Regions from separate parts of the Rattus norvegicus genome. Here region 1 is linked to region 2. The links are chromatin contacts, called in public Hi-C maps. All regions are on one chromosome and are shown on one strand. Each heading gives the region's core, a stretch centred on a gene start, on an enhancer-like site or on the middle of the called end of the contact. The rest is flanking DNA. Distances are from core to core; before and after follow the strand shown. Region 1 holds the start of Map4k3 (mitogen-activated protein kinase kinase kinase kinase 3). Region 2 overlaps LOC102551891 (a long non-coding RNA gene).

Region 1 (2,925 bases), core at 368-2,867, 79 kb after region 2:
CTAGTGCCTTCAACCAGGAGAAAGAAGCTGGGAAAACCACGTATGGTCCCCAGTAGCTCAGATACCATGGCCTTAAGGTTTCTCCTGAATTAATCCTGTGACATGCACTCCTGGGGCATCAATGTAAGCAACACTGTCACAATCTGATGCTTTAGGATACTTAAACACTGTACAATTGGAAGGCAGTTTATGTGGTACAGAGAGGGGCCTTTCCCAACAGCTTTTAGTCAATTACTCCAGTAAACACACACGTCCTGACTCTGCAGTCAAGGTTGCTGCTGCCCTTACAGAGATGCCCCAGCTCGGCCTCCCAAGTGCTTGGATGGCAGGCATATGCCACCACATTTGGTGTGGAGTAAACAATTTGCAAATTTAGTCAATAGGTAATTTTACCGTAAGTAACATGATAGAAAAGTTTAAAAAAAAATATGAGGTCGCTAACTTCTTTTCTTTTCTTTTCTTTTTTTTCGGAGCTGGGGATTGAACCTAGGGCCTTGCGTTTGCTAGGCAAGTGCTCTACCGCTGAGCTAAATCCCCAACCCCTTGAGGTCGTTAACTTTAAGTAGTTCGTCCAACTATTCCTTAACAGGTGTGATGAGACCTAGTTTTTGAGAAGGAATTAGGCAGAAAGGCACATTAGTCCTTAGGTGTGGTTCCTAAAGAGATCAGAAGAGCATTTTTGAAGCAAAAAAATCCAACGGACCGCCGGAGTGGTCCTCGGTGACTTGGCTACAGTTTTTGGAAATGCGTAGTAGTTAAGTTTACTTAGAACCCAACATGACCCTTCCATTACCTACATCCTTTCTAAGATAACTTTTAGCAGTCTGGACGTGATGCTGGCTATCTGGATCTTATGCTGGGTGGAGCGCTGGGCAGGTAAGGTCGCAGCTACGTAGCCTCGGGATGGTCACGTGTTTGCATTTCAGGTGTGGGAATAGATCCTGTCCAGGCCACACCCTCTACAACCTCCCCAGTCTCAGGGTTGTCAGCTTGCTTAGTCCCCGCCCCCGGCTTTGACAACCCAGCCTTCTCCCTGGACAGAGGTCAATCACGGCTTTGGTTTTGCACTGCTTTCCGCCCACGCCCTCCATGAACTCCCCTCGCACCCTCATCTTCACCCCCGTTCTCTATGCACCCCAGTCAAGAACCCAAGTGTCACTGCCCTCCAGGGTCTTGCTCACCTTCCTGATGGGGACCTCCTCCCCCTAAACTTTGGAAAAAGGGTCGTGGCTCTCGTTGTAGCCCGCGTGTGACTACTCCTAAAAAGTTGGGGAATACCATCTTGTGCATTCCAACTACTACCTGTTCAGGCGCAGGGACCACAAGAAGCAAGGAGTCCAACTTTGTTACTGGGAGTCTGGCGCGTCCAGCGCGTACGGACAGATTCGCAAGCCGGGAGCGCGCAGGGCTCGCCGGGAGCGCGCGGCCTCGGGGATGGCGGCTGCGCAGTGTCGCGCGGGCCGGGAACGGGAGGGCGGGCGGAGCGGCGGGCGGAAGCCATGTTGGAGCTGCACCCTGAGCGAGGGGCTGCGGGCGCGCTCCTCTCCTGGTGGGTGTGACCCGGCTCCGCGCGGCGGCGGGGGGCGGGGACGCCGGGCGGCTCGTCGTGGTCGGCGGCGGCCGCGGCGTGCAGCCGGGCGATTGTGACCGGCGGCGGAGCCGGGCCGGCCGCGGGCGCTCCCTCCGTGCGGCCCCCCTGAGCGCCCCCCCTCCCCGGGCCGGGAGGGAGGCGGGGGGCACCCGGGGCCCGCCATGAACCCGGGCTTCGACCTGTCCCGCCGGAACCCGCAGGAGGACTTCGAGCTGATCCAACGCATAGGCAGCGGCACCTACGGCGACGTCTACAAGGTGAGGGCAGGGGCCGCCGAGCCCGGGCCTGCGCCGCCCGGACGGAACAAAGAGGCAGGCGTGGGACCGCAGCCCTCAGCGTCCTCACCGGAGCGGTGTCCGGGACGCGCGGTCTCTGACCCCAGCCTCTACTGCGCCCAGTCCCGGGAAGGGCTGCCTCTGGAGCCGCGGCGCTCCTGGGAGTGCGGAGCGGGGCTGGGTGCTTGTTGCCTGGGCAGGGTCTGTGTGACGAACCGAGGTGCTGGGGCTTGGCGTTTGACAAACCTACGTGCCCCTCCGGGACCTGGGATCATTGGCCGGTGGCTGGGAGCTGCTGTCCGTCTGGGCCTGCTGGATCTGCCCTAACGCTGGGCAGCCTCCACCTACAGTCTTAGCCTTTAGCCTCTTAACATCTGCTTGTCAGTTTCTTGTGATTTTCCAAGTAGTCTTGTTTTGTAGAGAGAGAGATGTTTTTGGAGGTAGGAAAGCAACTTCGTTTTTCTATTTCTCCAAGAAGAATTGGGTAGTGGTGTTTGGTTTTGTCAGTGTCACATAGGGATCAACATAGGAATCAGTTGTTTCTTTCCTTTTTTTTTTTTTTTTTTTTTTTTTTTTTTTTTTGTGAATCGAGGATCTAGGAAGGGTATTGGTTTGACAGGGTTAGAATTCAAAGCTGTTTAGCAGTCCAGCGTTTCTGTTGCAAAGGGACCACTTCTAAATGTGGGAGGATAAATCATTCCTCTCAGGCCAGCTCAACTCTTGGCCTCACGAAGTCTGCCAAGAAGGGAGGTGGATGGTGCCAAAGGTGGCAGCAGTCTTGATTTAGTTGCCTATCTACTTACTTGGTAACTAAAGTTTTCCAGAACACCTGAGGATGCCTAGAGAAACTTAGTATTATGTTGGAAAGTTTAGTTTTCCCTTTGTTTTTTGTCCATGCTAAAGCAATGAGTTTTTATTCTTGCCCCAGTGGAATGTGTAAGGTAAGGTAGCCAGTAACTCAGGTCCCTCACATAGCACACCACTTTCCTCTGTTGACAAAGGTGGGTTGAGCAAAACTACAGTGTATAACTTAGCAGCCACGTATTGGCATACTAAAGA
Region 2 (3,083 bases), core at 405-2,904:
CCCCGGAGAAACCTGCAGTTAAGCAAAACATAAACTTGGCCATTATGGTACAGCTCTGGCCTCTCATAAATTGTATCACACCACTTGTCAGTCTATGAACGCAAAAGATTAGACCCTCAGTGGCTACGCGTCCCAAATAAGGACCAAAGAGCACACAATAGATTCTATGGCTCTGTTACATATTAAAACAATCTAACTGTACTTAACTATGTCAATTTTTAACAGATAATTAGGGTTGGAATTAATGCAAAAATCGGTTAAATCTGGTGCCTTCCTTGCTAATTGTTAACCAGCCTCAATCGCACATTAACATAATCTGGAGTTTTCTGTCCAACTGTTTTTATCTCAGTTGCCCTAACTAAATTCAAGATCATGTTACGTGACTCTGACAGCATGGTTACTTTGTGGCTTTGTTCCGTTTTGGTTTGGTTTGTTCGGGGAGGGGGGCATCTTATAAACATAGCTTGTAATCAAAATCCTTGTTCTTTGTTTTCTCCTTGGGTCAGTAGCTTCTTATCTTGCTTGTCTGATGTCCAGAGTAGGGAAGATGATTTCTATATGTCTAGCTTTGTCTTGTCCTCACTGTCTATAGGCAAAGGAAACGAAGGCTGTGTTGGCCCCAAGCCACCATGCCAAGCTTTTAATGACTCTCGACTCACAGCCGCTGACAGTTGATACGGCCTGTATTGACATTAAGCTCCTATCTTGTAACAGAACCCATATTCCTTTTCCAGGAATAAGTCCCAGCTTATCAGAACACATTTTTTAAAAACCTCTTTCATAATACACAACACCGTTTGAGAGAGTGGCGAGAAATGGCTTTGTGCTCCAGGACAGATGCCTCAAGCCAGAAGAGCAACGCCTTCTCACCAGACCCCCGTTGACTCTCTCCATTCTTCCTCACAGAGGCTTTTCTGTAAGCCAGATGTCAACAAACACGCCAGACTCTTTAAACTTCAATCTGTTTGGCATTTCAGAAACGCTGAGAGTTAAGCACTTCCCCCCCCCCCCCAGGAAACCTACTTTCTGATTCCCGGAGGGGGGGGGCGGCAGGGGGGGGTGGCGGGGGGGGGGGCGGACAGAAGGATGAGGGGGCCCTTAGCCTCAGTGGGATACCTGTTGGAAGCAGACATCCCACAAGTCACTTCACAGCGTTCAGACCCCAACTGGTTCCTAGCTTTATGCAGGGAGACTGATGTATAGAGTCCCATAAAAATTAAAACCCTGGGAAAAGCACAGGCCCCGGAGTCAGAACGGAGCAATTGAATGATGGTCTCTTCTGGAAGTCAGAGTGGGCCCTTTTTCTCACCCTGCTCCTGGGGATGGAAGTGAAGTCTAACCTTACAATGGTGACTAATTCCCCATCTGAGGGCCTCGAGCTTTTTGCAGAGCAAATTACAGGCGTGGTAAATGAAGGGTCTCTGGAGGTGAGAGCTGACAGAAGAGGAAGGAAAGATGGGAAAAGTAAAAAATCAAATCCCTAAGTGTTAGTGGATTGCCAAACAGAAGGGGCTTTCTGAGGCTGAGGTAGGCAACCCACCCCTAGGCTTCCTTCAGAAGCTTTTTTTTTTCCTTTCTCCCTGACTCATCGGGTTTCTTCAGGAACGCCTGGTGAGAAAGGGATTATGTAGCAGGCGAGGGAGCCAGCCTTTTTTGGCAGCAGAGACACACTTTGGTTTCAGATGCTGAAGATCTTTGAGAACAGACTCAATGTGCTGGCGTTCCAGGCTGGAGTCCAGCAGCAGTTCGACCGCAGACGAAGTGCATCAGATGGTTGGGGCTGTCAGCCAAAGAGACTCGAGGACTTTCCTGGGGTTACACCTCTCCAGAAGTTTGAAGATGCGGGGACAGGTTTGCCTTCTGAAACGTGCGAATGTCACCAGCTGGGAGTGGCAGATGCCAAGAGCCAGTCTGAAAACAGCTCTCCATCTGGCAATGGGCTAGGCTTCCTGGGACACAGATTAGAATGCTTTGTAACCAAGAGGCGGAAGCACGAGTTTAGATTCACACACATTGTTCCGGTCTTTGGGTCATTTCCTGCCTTTAGAATTCATTTCCTTTCCAGGTCCCACAAAAGCTCCATGAAGGGCAAGAAAGAAGTTGCGGGGGAGGGTTTGCCATTGCTTGGGTCCAAGCAGGGGCAGTTAGTTCTGCCTCTCTGCCCAAGGTCTGCATCTTTCTATGCCCCTCCTGTCTGCTCGCCCTGAGCCAGAACGGGGAAGCCTTAAGGAAAGGAACATAAATTAGAGAAGGGATCATTCGCTAGCGAGTCCGATGAACCCACTTGTTCCTAGAAAACAGACAGGGAAATGGGAAAAAAAATCTACAAGATTTTATCGAGGAGTGCCCTTCACCCGCACTCCCTTCAAGGACACAGCTCCCCCGAACAGACACACACACACACACACACACACACACACACACACACACACACACAGGGATTTAAAGCAACTGCCACAGCCTGGTTCCTGACCTTCCTGAGTTACCAGCACGCCAGCCAGGTACACCTGGACGGTGAAGTTTGCTACACAATGACTTGCTGTGTTCTCTTTCACTCGTTTTTGTTTCACATTTTGTTCCAACAAGGATATAAGGCAGCAATAATAGCTTTCCTGGCCGCTTTTTCAGGCTTGTTTTGAGCACTTTGAAATTGACACGAATCCTGGAAAAATGTTTCTGCAGATCCCAGCATGCCCCGAGCACACACTGCCAATCTACTGTGCACAGCTCACCTTCGCCCCCACCACGCCCACTTATATAACACGCCGCAGGGTGGACCTTCTGGCCTTGGGGACTACAGGGACCAGACAAACTCAAGGCAGATCTGTGGATCCTTTCATTTCTCCGAAAAGTTTTGGCTCTGGGGCAGTGGTTCTTGACCTTCTTAATGCTACCACCCTTTAACACAGTAAGTCATGTGGTTTTGGGGGTCGTCACCCACAGGTTGAGAACCTCTGCTAGAAATAGTGAGCCTCACAAAATCTAAGTCATGTAGTTCTGGTCAGGATGTTCCTATGTGTTCAAACCCTATGTCTGTCTAGGCTGTAAGCTCTATACATCACATGCTATTATTTTTGCTACAT

What was found. A called contact is a pair of places that touch in the nucleus more often than the background predicts.
Region 1: a Hi-C map of mammary epithelial cells shows a contact between it and region 2, with 5 times the contacts expected there. The contact joins the promoter of Map4k3 here to the enhancer-like site in region 2. A contact is called at or near these places in 3 of 12 Hi-C or Micro-C datasets (kidney, liver and mammary epithelial cells).

Annotation. Positions count from the first base shown.
Region 1 is chr6:20,027,780-20,030,704 of GRCr8, forward strand. It overlaps Map4k3 (mitogen-activated protein kinase kinase kinase kinase 3), which reads left to right and starts at 1,618. Exons shown (of 33, transcript NM_133407.1): 1 at 1,618-1,848. The coding sequence starts at 1,753.
Region 2 is chr6:19,948,612-19,951,694 of GRCr8, forward strand. The region is part of intron 2 of LOC102551891 (a long non-coding RNA gene); the gene reads left to right. Among named protein-coding and RNA genes, the nearest start is that of Map4k3, 79 kb to the right of the region's middle. Within about 2 kb of position 1,655, at least 48 of the 93 cell types and tissues checked have an H3K27ac peak or open chromatin away from gene starts, as enhancers often do. A contact at or near this core is called in liver, where this site is marked.